Regions from separate parts of the Mus musculus genome. Here all the other regions are linked to region 1. A link is a contact called in public HiChIP or PLAC-seq and promoter capture Hi-C data. All regions are on one chromosome and are shown on one strand. Each heading gives the region's core, a stretch centred on a gene start, on an enhancer-like site or on the middle of the called end of the contact. The rest is flanking DNA. Distances are from core to core; before and after follow the strand shown.

The links. Promoter capture Hi-C pulls out the DNA fragments that hold promoters and counts their contacts. HiChIP or PLAC-seq counts read pairs in DNA pulled down with a chosen protein or histone mark.
Region 2: a promoter capture Hi-C map of liver shows a contact between it and region 1, with 2.5 times the contacts expected there. The contact joins the promoter of Nuak2 here to the promoter of Pik3c2b in region 1. A contact is called at or near these places in 1 of 39 promoter capture datasets (liver) and 1 of 115 datasets of contacts at active chromatin or transcription factors (pancreatic cancer cells).
Region 3: an HNF4G HiChIP or PLAC-seq map of pancreatic cancer cells shows a contact between it and region 1. The contact joins the promoter of Cdk18 here to the promoter of Pik3c2b in region 1. A contact is called at or near these places in 1 of 39 promoter capture datasets (liver) and 1 of 115 datasets of contacts at active chromatin or transcription factors (pancreatic cancer cells).

Annotation. Positions count from the first base shown.
Region 1 is chr1:133,044,106-133,047,751 of GRCm38.p6, forward strand. Pik3c2b (phosphatidylinositol-4-phosphate 3-kinase catalytic subunit type 2 beta) reads left to right here and starts at 1,907. Exons shown (of 33, transcript NM_001099276.2): 1 at 1,907-2,318.
Region 2 is chr1:132,314,302-132,318,017 of GRCm38.p6, forward strand. Nuak2 (NUAK family, SNF1-like kinase, 2) reads left to right here and starts at 1,824. Exons shown (of 7, transcript NM_028778.4): 1 at 1,824-2,171. The coding sequence starts at 1,929.
Region 3 is chr1:132,137,822-132,141,870 of GRCm38.p6, forward strand. Cdk18 (cyclin-dependent kinase 18) reads right to left here and starts at 1,864. Exons shown (of 16, transcript NM_008795.2): 1 at 1,589-1,864.

The DNA.
Region 1 (3,646 bases), core at 657-3,156:
CTCTGTAGACCAGGCTGGCTTCGAACTCAGAATTCTGCCTGCCTCTGTCTCTCAAGTGCTGGGATGAAAGGCATGTGCCACCACAACCAGCTTTCTATACTATTTTTACTCTTTTTGTCTCAGCAGAATTCTCAAAGACGATCAAGTAGCAACTATTTTTTTTCTTCAGGGTATAGCTTCAAGACTTACTGCTCTCCAAATCCATTTGCCAGTGAGTCTCTCCAGGCAACTTTGTCTCGCATGCTTTGGGCCATCTCCTTTCCTCTTTGGGACAGTTTGCATTTTCACCCCTTTGCTCCCTGGTCTTACCTCTCAGCATAGGAACACATTTCTTTCTTGTCTTAAAAGAAAACCAAGCCAAGGGTGTTGGCTCAGCACTTAGGAGAAAGAGGCAGTACAATCATGAATTTGAAGCCAGCCTGGGCTACATATCAAGTTCAAATGGCAGCCTCAGCTACATGGGAAAACCTGTGCCAAACAACACTTCCATACCTGATCTTTCATGCTCCTTTGTATTCCTCCTCTAGTTGTTAAGCTTCTAGAACGAGTCTTTCACCATCAAGCCACCGGAACCTGATTTAGCTCTCACAGGCTTCTTTTTCTCTTCACTCACCTAGTGATGCCCATGAGGTTTCTATCTAACCGTTCCATTTCATCCTCGATGAAAACAAAACAATATTCTCCCTCAAATACTTTAGAATTGTGAACTCGACTTTTTGGGGGTGGGGGTTAAGATTGAATTTATTTTTAGATTCTGTATATGCTTGTGGGGGTGTGCACATGCATATGGATGCCTGCAGAGGCCAGGAGAAAAAGCAGCAGCTCTCCTGGAGTTACACACCACACCCGTTGGGGTGCTTCTGCCTCCCAGGTGCTGATTGAGGACCTGGCTTAGGGACTCCCCTTTTGTACTGCTTTTCTCCACCACAGGACTTCCTCTAGTTGTTCAAATCCTCATTCTACTAGACAGCTCTCCTCTTTGTGAGCTCTCCCCAGTTTCTACCTCTACCAACCTAGGAAGGCTTTAGCCCTTGTCTCCTGGAAAACTGCTCCGGTTTCTTACAGAGTTTCATGCAAATAAGGGGGCGGGATCAAAGGCCCCATGTGTTTTATAAAGACCTTTCTGACTTTGATAGACTGAAATGGTAGTATCTTAAATATTTCCTTGGGGCAAGGCAAGGGATGCTTAACAGATGTTTCCATAGAAGCCTTAGCTAGAGAGCAGAGGGCATGGGAGCTGAGACACCTTCTCCCACCAAGGCTTGAAGGGGTACTGAGGAAGAAGGCTGAATCCCAGTGTGACTGGCAAAGAAAGGAAGATAGCAAAGAACAAGTTCCTGGTTGAAGAAAGTGTACTTGGAGATCCGAGACCCTAGTTATTATGCAAACGGAGCTGGCCAGTACTGGGTAGAGCCCTTAGGAAAATGCTTGACACAGGTGCTTTAAGGGAGGTGCCCGGAGAAAATAACACAGTTTCAAAGTTTGCTTCCTACCTTAATAGGGTTGGAGGCTTCTCTACTTCTCCTCCCCACTCAGGTTGGAAGACCGCCCTTGAGCAAACGGGAGAGAAAAGTGCCAACACAGCCTCCCCCACGAAGGTGGTAGTTCTTTAGAGCATCCCTATCATGCATAATTATGAGAGGAAATTTTCGAACGGATAACTGAACGCCCAGCCCGTGTCGCTTCCAATAAGGTGATCTGGCTTGTTTCACCTGACCCAGAGCAAGGGGTTCCAGCCTGGAAAACGACGACAATCTGCCAGCGGGAAGTGGGATTGCTGGCCCCCGGGGTCTGCTCAGGACGCCGCACACGGTGCGGAGGCGGGAGCGGGAGGGGGAGGGGAGGGGGAGAGGAAGAGGGGAGGGAGGGGGCCCGTGTTCCCGCCGCCCCGCCCTCTGGCTCCCGCGACTAGGCGATTCGGCGTTGCGGCTGTTGCCGGCGGCCTGGGCCGCGGTCCTGGCAGGAGCCGGTGAGCCTCGCGCGCCGTGCAGTGCGCCGGCTGTCCGGGAGATGGCTTCTCCCCGCTCGCTCGCCGTTCGCGCTATTGTCTCACCCGGGGCTGCCTGACTGCGAGCTCGTGCACGCTCCCGGCAGACAGCACCGGGCCCGGGCCCGGCCCCCACGCCCGTCGCTTGCCCGTGTGTCTCCTGCTGCGGGGATCCCAGTGCCCGCGCGGTGCGAGCGAAGGGAGCAGGCGACACTGAACATCACGCGGGGGCTGGAGCCGCCTGGATCTTCCGAGCGAGCCGGGTCGGCGGAGCCCTAGACACCCAGCCACGACAGTCAGGGTGTCGCGGCAGAACCCGCGGCCAGCGCAGGTAGGAAGAGCACGCGGCGGGGAGGACGACCCCGGGGCTGCGGAGCGCCCTCTTAGTCGGGGCGACGTGGGCAGAGCTCCCGCCCCGAAGCGCCAGCGCCGGGGCCAACAATGGCAGGGCCGAGAGCCCAGCCGGGTCCTCCGAGCACTGCAGGTTGCTCGCCCCCGCCCCACGGCTCGCCCGCGACTCGCGGCCTCGCCGGGCTTGCACCCGCCTCCTCCTCCGGAACACACTTCCCGGGTGCAGCTGCAAGACGAGCTGGGACCAGGGGACCGCTTTGGAGTCGATTTGTTTATTAGTTTGTTTAAGAGCAAAACCTGTCCTGGAGTGGGGGGTGGTGGGAGTGGTGCCTTCCTGTGCAGCGGGAGTGAGAAGTCAGCGTCCAACCTCGGGACGGTACACATTTTCGGCCAGGCGGAGGGTAGGGTTGGCCTTATAAGGATACTGCAAAAGCAGAAGACTGAAAGCTTGCAGGAGAGACTAGGACCTTCAGGCCCGAGTCCCCGGCCCTCCGGGAAAGTGCTCCTCTCCTGGGCAGTACTTGCCCCTCATTTTTCAGTTTTACACAGCTGCAGCTTTGGTGCGATGATAGAAGCTGGAAGCCCCAGCAAAACTGCCAAGCTGGGGTGGGTGGGGTGAAAAGTCCAGGGGCTTGGCAGGCTTCTGGGGTGTGGAAAGAGGTTACCAAATGTATGAGGTTAGTGCATTCACCCTTGTTGTGCAGAGGTTGAAGTGTCTAAACTCTGCCATTGCTCCTTCAGGCTAACCTGGCCCTACATCTCACCTCCCTTTAGGTATCTTTGTGGTTTCCCAGTCCCAGCCCACCAGTCATATTTAGGGTGAAAGTCCTATTGTCTCTGGTTGCCCTGGTGTTTTTATTCAACTTGGTCAGAGAGTTCTGCAGCCTGGACTGATAGACCCTAGCAGGCCTTTGATTCCTTAGCGGCTGGCAAGCTACCTGGGCTACAGAAGTGGGCTGATACAGCCCCTCCTTTCTCTAAACTACCTGCTTGTCTGGGACATGGCCAAGCAGATGTAAGCAATTTGCACTGAATTCCAGCCCCAAACCAGCCCTGAATGAAAACTTACTCGATTTGCTCCCACTAGGCCTTGGAAAGAGATTCAGGAGAGAAATGGCAACCCTGACACACAAATAGCCTCCCTCTTTCCAGCTGCAGCTCCTGGAGCCCAGTCAGCGAGCCTGACGCTCCTTCAGAGCCTGGTAGTCCCATTCGGGGCTGTGTCCGTGGAAAAATTCAGTCGAGGCACATTTTATAGCCCTGCCTGACGGCCTGCAGTGTCTGAGGAGACGGTGGCTTTGAACAAGA
Region 2 (3,716 bases), core at 574-3,073, 730 kb before region 1:
ATCTTGTGGGTGCCGGGGATGAAATCCTGGTCCTTTGGAAGATCAGTCAGTGCCCTTACCTGCTGAGCCATCTCTCAGTTCTCTCCATGGTTCTGATGGCTCACTCCTCTGCCTGCAGGTCTGTTTGTTTGCCTCCTGTGTCCATCCATCCATCTGGTCTGTATGAATCCACTGTGCACCTTTATCTGTTCAGCAGTGCCCTGGGTATTGGGGGTGTTTAGGAATAGTGATAAATGTCTAGATTGAGTCTTAAAGGAAACCTTGGGCTCCTCTGAAAAAAAGTCTTCATCTTATGAGGAAATGTTGATACAGCTAGCTAACAGACATGGGTCTTCTAGTAAGCTTTAAAAGCCCTATCTTTAGAAAGCAACCCCAAACTATCCTCCTCTCATCTTGGCTAGGGGCTCCCTCCTCTTTTCATGTCAGTCAGGTCTAGAACCCAGGTCTCCCATCCCTGAGCCTGCTCCTCTGACACATGCTTTTCATTGTCCTACTCTGCCTGGACAGACCCCAGGAACTGACAGACAGGGCGCACAGAGAGCAGACTGGTTGAGCCTTTTCTATTTTCACAGACTACTCAGAGTGGAGAGGCAAGCTGGCAGAAGATAGGGCACTAAACTAGCTATACAGTTTCCATGGACCGTCCGAACTTAGAGAAGGCTGATTCCCGGTGGATGGTCTCTGGCTACAGAGAGCTCCAAGACAAGGAGATACCAGTTATTCCCTCTGAAAAGATTCAAAGGGCAAACAGAAGTAGGAAAATGGGCAGAGAGTAGTTTTTTTTTTAATTTGATAATTGAGGACGTAGTCCTCTTTGATCCTCTGCCAAGTCCTAAAGATACAGCTAGAGATGAGGTCCTGCAGATGAGGGAGGGATGCCTGCCCGGAATAGCTAGAATTAGGGAAGTCCTCTTGTCCTGTACTCTTTCCCTATAGGCCAGTATCTGAATTCCAGGCTTTCTTGCCAGCTGTGTGGCAGAAGTAAACTCACTTTCTACATCGGAAAGGGGGGTCTGGACATAGCCTTCCAGGCCCCTTAAATGCAGCCAAATCTTATGCCCAACCTCCTGCTCTTTTGAAAAAAAAAAAAAATCCACTGGGAGGAAACCCTGGGACCAAGACACTCCTTACAGATTTAGGAGCTCGTGGATGTAAGTCCTTGGAATGTGATGTGCTTTTTTCACAATTTATGGAGATCCACAAGGCCACCACATCTTGAGGGAATCCACGCAACCCTACAAAGTAAGGATTTCCCAGGCCTGTTGGATTCCAGAATCCAATTAAGGTTGGTGGAATCCAAGCAGAGTGAACATGGAGTCAGGACAGCTCTCTACCAGTGCTTAGCTGGCGTCAGTCTCCAACCCATTCCATCTCCCTATTCACTTTCTCCTTTATGGACCTCAAGAAGTTATCAAAAGGCTTTTCAGATTTTGAGCTTGGAAGAAACAATTTACTGCATGTGGAGAAATACTTCGGGACTTTCTAGTGCCCTTAGATTGTCCCTTGCCAACCGAGAACACAGCACAATAGCACAAGGTTGGCGTCATTCAGAGACTAAAGCAATTCAGAGAGCCTTCAATCCTAAAGACTGGCACTTCGGTATTAATTCGGCTCTGCCTCCATTCTCGCATTCCTGGGCCTCGGGTCCAAGTGGGCGGGGCCCCATTCACACCTTTCCGCGCCTAGCCAAGGGGAGGAACGGGGCAGGAGAGGGTGAACCAATGCGAGAGGTTTTGGTCACGAGCCGCCGGCAAGTCGGCCAATGGGACGCAGGGGCGTGGTCAGGACATTCCCCCTCGAAACGTTTTATAGCAATTCGGAACGCGGGGCTTTCTAGCGTGCTCGGGTGCGGCTGTGACCTCTGAGCCCGCGGCTCAGCGCGCGCTGCTACTGCTGCCCGACCCACTCCACCTCGCGGTCCCCGCACCATGGAGTCGGTGGCCTTACTCCAGCGCCCGAGCCAGGCTCCCTCGGCCTCCGCCCTGGCCTCGGAGAGCGCCCGGCCGCTGGCGGACGGGCTCATCAAGTCGCCTAAACCTCTGATGAAGAAGCAGGCGGTGAAGCGGCACCATCACAAACACAACCTGCGGCACCGCTACGAGTTCCTGGAGACGCTGGGCAAGGGCACCTACGGGAAGGTGAAGAAGGCACGAGAGAGCTCGGGGCGTCTGGTGAGTGTCCCTCGCGGCTCCCGGCTCTCGGGAGCTCACAGCGCGTCCCTTGCGGTGTCCTCGGCTGCGTTGCCAGGCGCGCGCATTTTAGATGTGTCTGTCCGTGGTTTTCAGGACAGTGCTCATCTGTCCTGAACCTTAGCTTCACTAGATGCCTGTAGTTTGAGAAGACGGAGCTTAACTTGAATTTTGACGGGAACAAACGTCAACAGAGTAGAATGGAAGGAGGAAGTTGAAAGCACCAGTTCTTAGTAGATGGATGAGGTGTGGAGATCTTTAACTCTGACTTGACACTTTGGGGCCTTTCCAGCCGAAATGAAGCTAAGTTTGGTTGGGATAGGTTTTTATTCTGGGAAATGTAAAAGCAGGCCCAAATGTCAGGTCCACTCCCAGCACTCCAGCCACATCTTTGGATGTGAGGCCTTTGGGGAACTTGCCCTTTTGATTTACGCATGTGTAATCGTAATAATAATCCGTAACTCTGAGCAAGTTCCTCCATCTCTGTTTTCTGTTTCCCCTTCTGCAAAAATAGAGAGAACACAGCCTGTCTCACAAGCTGCTTGGAAAAAATAAGATATAAATGTGAATGCACTTGAGCCCTGATCACAGATCCTGTGTTGAGAATGAATACTCCTATCTGGAAACCTCCCCTTGGAAGGACAGCAAATTTACCAAAAGTTACACAACAATGTTTCTTCCACTCTAGTTCAGTGGGCCTGAGTATTAGCTGGCTACTTGTTTAAAATGTGCAGTCTCTCATTTTCCACCAAGGGAACTATTTTATAAAAGGTCTATAATTCACATTTTCGCAAGGCTCAGAGCAGGTGGTTTAGGGAGAACATTTGGCAGGTCCAGTGGATGCTGTTTGTAAGGGGGTGTGTATGTACAGCCATCATTTGCCCTATTGACTATGGGAATGGTCCCCTCCCCTAATTGTTTGCTTTTGCAGCCAGTAGCTGGTTTGAAATTCAAGAAGTCATTTCATTGGTGAAGGAGAGTGGATGTTGGAGAAAGGAGTGGATTATAACCCCATCAATAGGAGCAAGTATGTTTTTCCTGCTAAGGCCTGGCACAGTCCCCAGTTGCCCGCTGCCAGGTTACAGTTATTGGGCAATCGTGTACTTCCGGGCTTTCTTTTCTTTCTCTTTCTATAAAGTGCCAGGGCCTCAGAGGCTTAAGCCTTGAGACTTCAGGGCCCAGGCTTTGTCTGGGGGCTTAGCTAGGAAATAGTGGCTAATAGTGGCTTGTGTGCTATGTCGCTTGTTGTAGGAAGAGTGGATTGAGGGAGCTAGAGTGTCTGAGAAACTGAGATCAAAGTTCAGAGTTCACATCAGCTCTTGATTGACACACACACAGAGAAAGAGAGACAGAGAAAGACAGAGAGAGAGAGACAGAGAGAGATCACATTTGATTTTGAAGTGAAGTAAATCAATGACTCTTGCATCAGAACAGAGAAAATCAAAAGGAGCTCTCAGGTTCCCATGTCTTGCTGCATGCAAGGAGCCAAGATCAGCAAATGTGGAGATCCTGCTCTGAAACTCCCCA
Region 3 (4,049 bases), core at 614-3,113, 910 kb before region 1:
GGCCTCTTCCCCTGGGAGCAGGATCAATTAACTGACAGAGAACACAGGGTTTGGAGAGAAACACAATCCCATTCCCTCTGGATCTCAGGGCAGCTATCCCCTCCCCGAACAATCCCAGACTAGGAATCCACTTGTTTCTCAGATTATTGTCCCTCTGGTAAAGCCTGGGTCTGCCTGGGGAGCCTGATTACTTAGAGAACTACCCCTGTCCTCCCTGGGAATTCCAGCCCAGGAAGAGCAGGAGTTGGGACCGGGCTTGGGGTCAGATAGATGTAGACCGGATTGAACCCGTTACATCACTCTCACCCACCCCTCCCCCAGTCTGTTCCTTGGCTAGTGCATTAGTGATCATAACACTCATGAACTATCATAACATTATTATGACACCTTGCTTGGCACATTGCAGAGATTGGAGACAGGAGCTGGGGCAGAGGGAGCCTCCGATGCAGCCCAAGTCCACAGGCATAGCTGCCTGTTGGCCACACCCCAGAAGCTATCCCAGGCCCAAGGCATGACAAAGACATGCGTTCTTGAGACACAAGGATTTGGATCCCCACCTACCCCGCCTCACTGTGGGCTATGTGCCTCCATTGAATCTCACATCTGATAGGGTGGGGGCTTTGCGACCCACGGGGCCCAGGCCACACAACACAGCTGGGTAGGCTGGGGAAGATTGCTCAAGGCCGAGCTGGGATGACAAAGAGGGGCAGATGGCAGCAGCCAGAACTCAGAAGGTTCTGAGGACTGCCCCTATCCCACAATTCTACCCCTGCTCCTGGGAAAGCTTAAGAGAAATATATGAGGCCGCTGGAGCCTAGAGGGGTGCTGACCCCTCAGTACAGGGAAAACAACCCCAAGGCCATCAGGGGCCTGTCCCCCAACCGCGTGGAACAGAGCCTCTGACCCACCCCATTTTCAGAGTCCTGTTTGTGACCTCCAAACAGAGCAGTCAAGCCATGCGTTTGAAGAGCGAGCCACCCACCCTCCTTTCCCACACGCTATCAACCGCTGTCCACAGGAGGGGAGGATCATTGCTTCTCTGGACTTAGCCCAAGAGAAGAGACACGTTCCCTAGCGACTCTCCTCACCACGCAGCCAGCGCTCGGGGCTTCACCTGTCCTCAGTTTTCCCCAGGTCTCTGGCCTACCACCCATGGCCTGTGGGGCTGGAAAGTTCACGAAAGCCCAGAAAGCTCTTCGAGGTGGCAATCTGGCCCTACACTCTCCTGAATCCCTTCGTTATCGGGACTCCTGACCCTTGTCCTTCCCATAAGGAAAGCACTTAGCGTCTGGCTTGTGCCTGGGAGGGGAACTTTTGCGTTTGTAGGGTTCCGACGGAGGTCAGGGCCAAAGGGAGTCCGGGATCCAGAGTCCCCGCGGGGCACGCGTTCTGCCTCAGCACCTGGAACTTGGGAGTGGCTTTCCCAGGGCATCCTTCACCCCACACACACACCAAAAAAATAAATAAATAATAAAAAAATAAAACGCAAGCGCGCCTGCCGAGCGCCCATCGCCTATGGCAGCTGGGGAATTCTGCCCAAATCTCCAGCGCAAAGGCAGTCGGCCCCTTTAAGGACCGCCCGGCTTACCTTTGCTCAGCTTGCCCGGCGCGGTGCCCCTCTCTGGCCGCCGCGGCGGACTCTGCGCGTGTCCCGGTCGTGGCGAGCCGGCTCCCGCCCTCCGCGGCCGCGCTGCCAGGCTTAGGTGCCCTGCCCCGCGCCCCGCCGGGGTCCCTACTCGGGACCCTGGCTCTTCCTGGCCCTGGAAAGGTGAGCGGTTTTCCCCCCAAAGAAGCTGTAACCTGAGCTGCGGGAGAAGGGAGAAGGGAGGGGTGCAGGAAGGTGGGTAAGAGGAGGAGGAAGGCAAAAGCCGGGCCCCAGCCAGAGTTTTTCACGTGTACAAGTTGACTCCGCCTTTGTCCGGACCGGCCCTGCCCACAGTCACTGCCAATCCCTTGCTCTCCCTCTGTCCCAGGGCCACCCCTTTCTCCCACTCTGGGAACTAAGGCCTGTGCTTCTTCCTGTTCCCCTCATAAGCTGGCCCTAAACTAAGTACAGGGTGAGGCCCTTTAGCCTGGACCACACCGGACAGGTCTCTGTCTCTACCCAACCTGCTGAGTGCCAATTTCGGGGGGTGGGGGGAGGGTAGTGGGGGCAGCGCCTAGCACCTAAGAGCTAATGTGCGATCTCAGGGCACAGGGCCTCGCCTATTCTCCTCTCTTTTATGGAGTGTGAAATTGTCACTTACCTGATAATATCTCCCTGATCCCTTCCCCCATCTCTGCCTCTCCATGGCCTGGAGGAAGAGTTCCTTCCCACATAGCATCCCTCTTCCACTATGAAGAGGAACAACTCTGTCCTTTTTGGCCAAGTGAATCAACTAAGAAGCTTTGCAGATAGGCAATGCTAAGTCAGGTCTCGGTTTACACAAGGGGAAACTAAGTCTCAGAAAGGAGACTGAAGAAGCCCAAAGTCCTACAAGGCTTAGAACCCAGGTCAAACATCATTCTCCCACACTGTCTAACGTCAGGGGTCAAAAACCACCACCAGGGGCGCTGGAGAGATGGTTAAGCAGTCCTGAGCAGTTACTGCTCTTGCAGAGGACCCCGGTTCCGTTTCCAGCACCCGCATGACTGCTCACAACTGTCTATAGCTCCAGTTCTAGGGAATCTGACACCTTCTGATCCATGGTGCCAAGAACATATGTGTTAGATACACACAGCTGTGGGCGAAATTCGCGCGTGCACACAAGCTAAATATAAATAAACCTTTTGTTTGTTTAAAGCACGCCACAAAAACGCTGGGGTGGGCTGAGGGTCAGCCTTCTTATGCTGGGGCCTTTTTATCCTTGCTTCCGGTGCTCTGCCGGGACTACATCAAAGAGGTCCTTGCCCTCTGTTCTTTTAGCAGATATGGCACATAGCTTCTGCAATCTGGGTGCCCTTGAGAAGGCTGCTTTGAGGAGAATGTGGTGTTGGAAAGAGGACAGTTTTCTTCTAAAAGACAGAGTCCTGAGGTCACAGCCACATGAGAGTGACTTATGGGTGGCTGACATCCCACAAGGGCCTACCAGCTCTTTGCTACCTTCCCTACCAGGGCATGGAGATTTTTCTGGGAATGAGTGTTTTATGCAGCTGTGGCTGCTACAAGCTGAAGGGCTGCAAAGAGTGCCTACAGCCAAGCCTCTGGATTTGGGACAGAGGATACCTGTCCTGTTCCATGAGTAACTAGGAAAACCTAGGCTTAGGCGTGGTGGGGAGGGCCTGCACTCAGGAGGAAGAGGCAGGAGGATCACTATAAGTTCAAGATCAGCCTGGTTTCCCCAATGAATTCTAGGCCAGCCACGGAGTGAGACATGCTCTCTAGAAGAGGAGGAGGAAAAGAAAGGGGGAGGGGGAGGAGAAGGAGGGAGGAGGAGGAGGAAGACAATGACAAAGACAGGGAGCAGGGAGGCTATGTCAATGCCAGGGAAGGTTGGAGGGCTGGACTATGCCTAAGTATTTAGAGGATTAGAGAAGATGGGGCCAAAGGGTAGAATTTCAGAGAGCCAGGGGGTAAGGTCAAAAGGTCTCAATAAACAGTTTCTGAACATCTTCTGCATGTCAAGCAGTAATCAGGTTTCTGAGCCCAGAGGATAAATAACACCCTGGACCCTCCCCTCCAGGAGTTTGTACGGAAGGGAAGCAAATGAGAAAGACGCTTAAGTCTGCTTTCCATTGCTATAACAAGCACCTGAGGTAACCAGCTTATAAAGAGAATGTGGAGGGGGGAAGAGGGAGGAAGGGGGAGGAGAGCATGCTTTTGGAGGGTCCAGTCTGTGAACAAATGACTGTCGCTTTTGGAACTATGGCAGTGTATGTCATGATTGGGAACAGGTGGAAGATTGAAGTCACTCATCTCGGAGCTTGAGAGTCAAAGAGAAGAGAGGGTGGTCTGGGGCCCCACTACCCTCAGGGGTCCATGCTCAGTGACCATCGGACCCTGACTCCAGGGTTTTGCCCCCTGCAGCCACAGGATGGCAACTGAGCCTTCAGAACACGGTCCCGTTGTG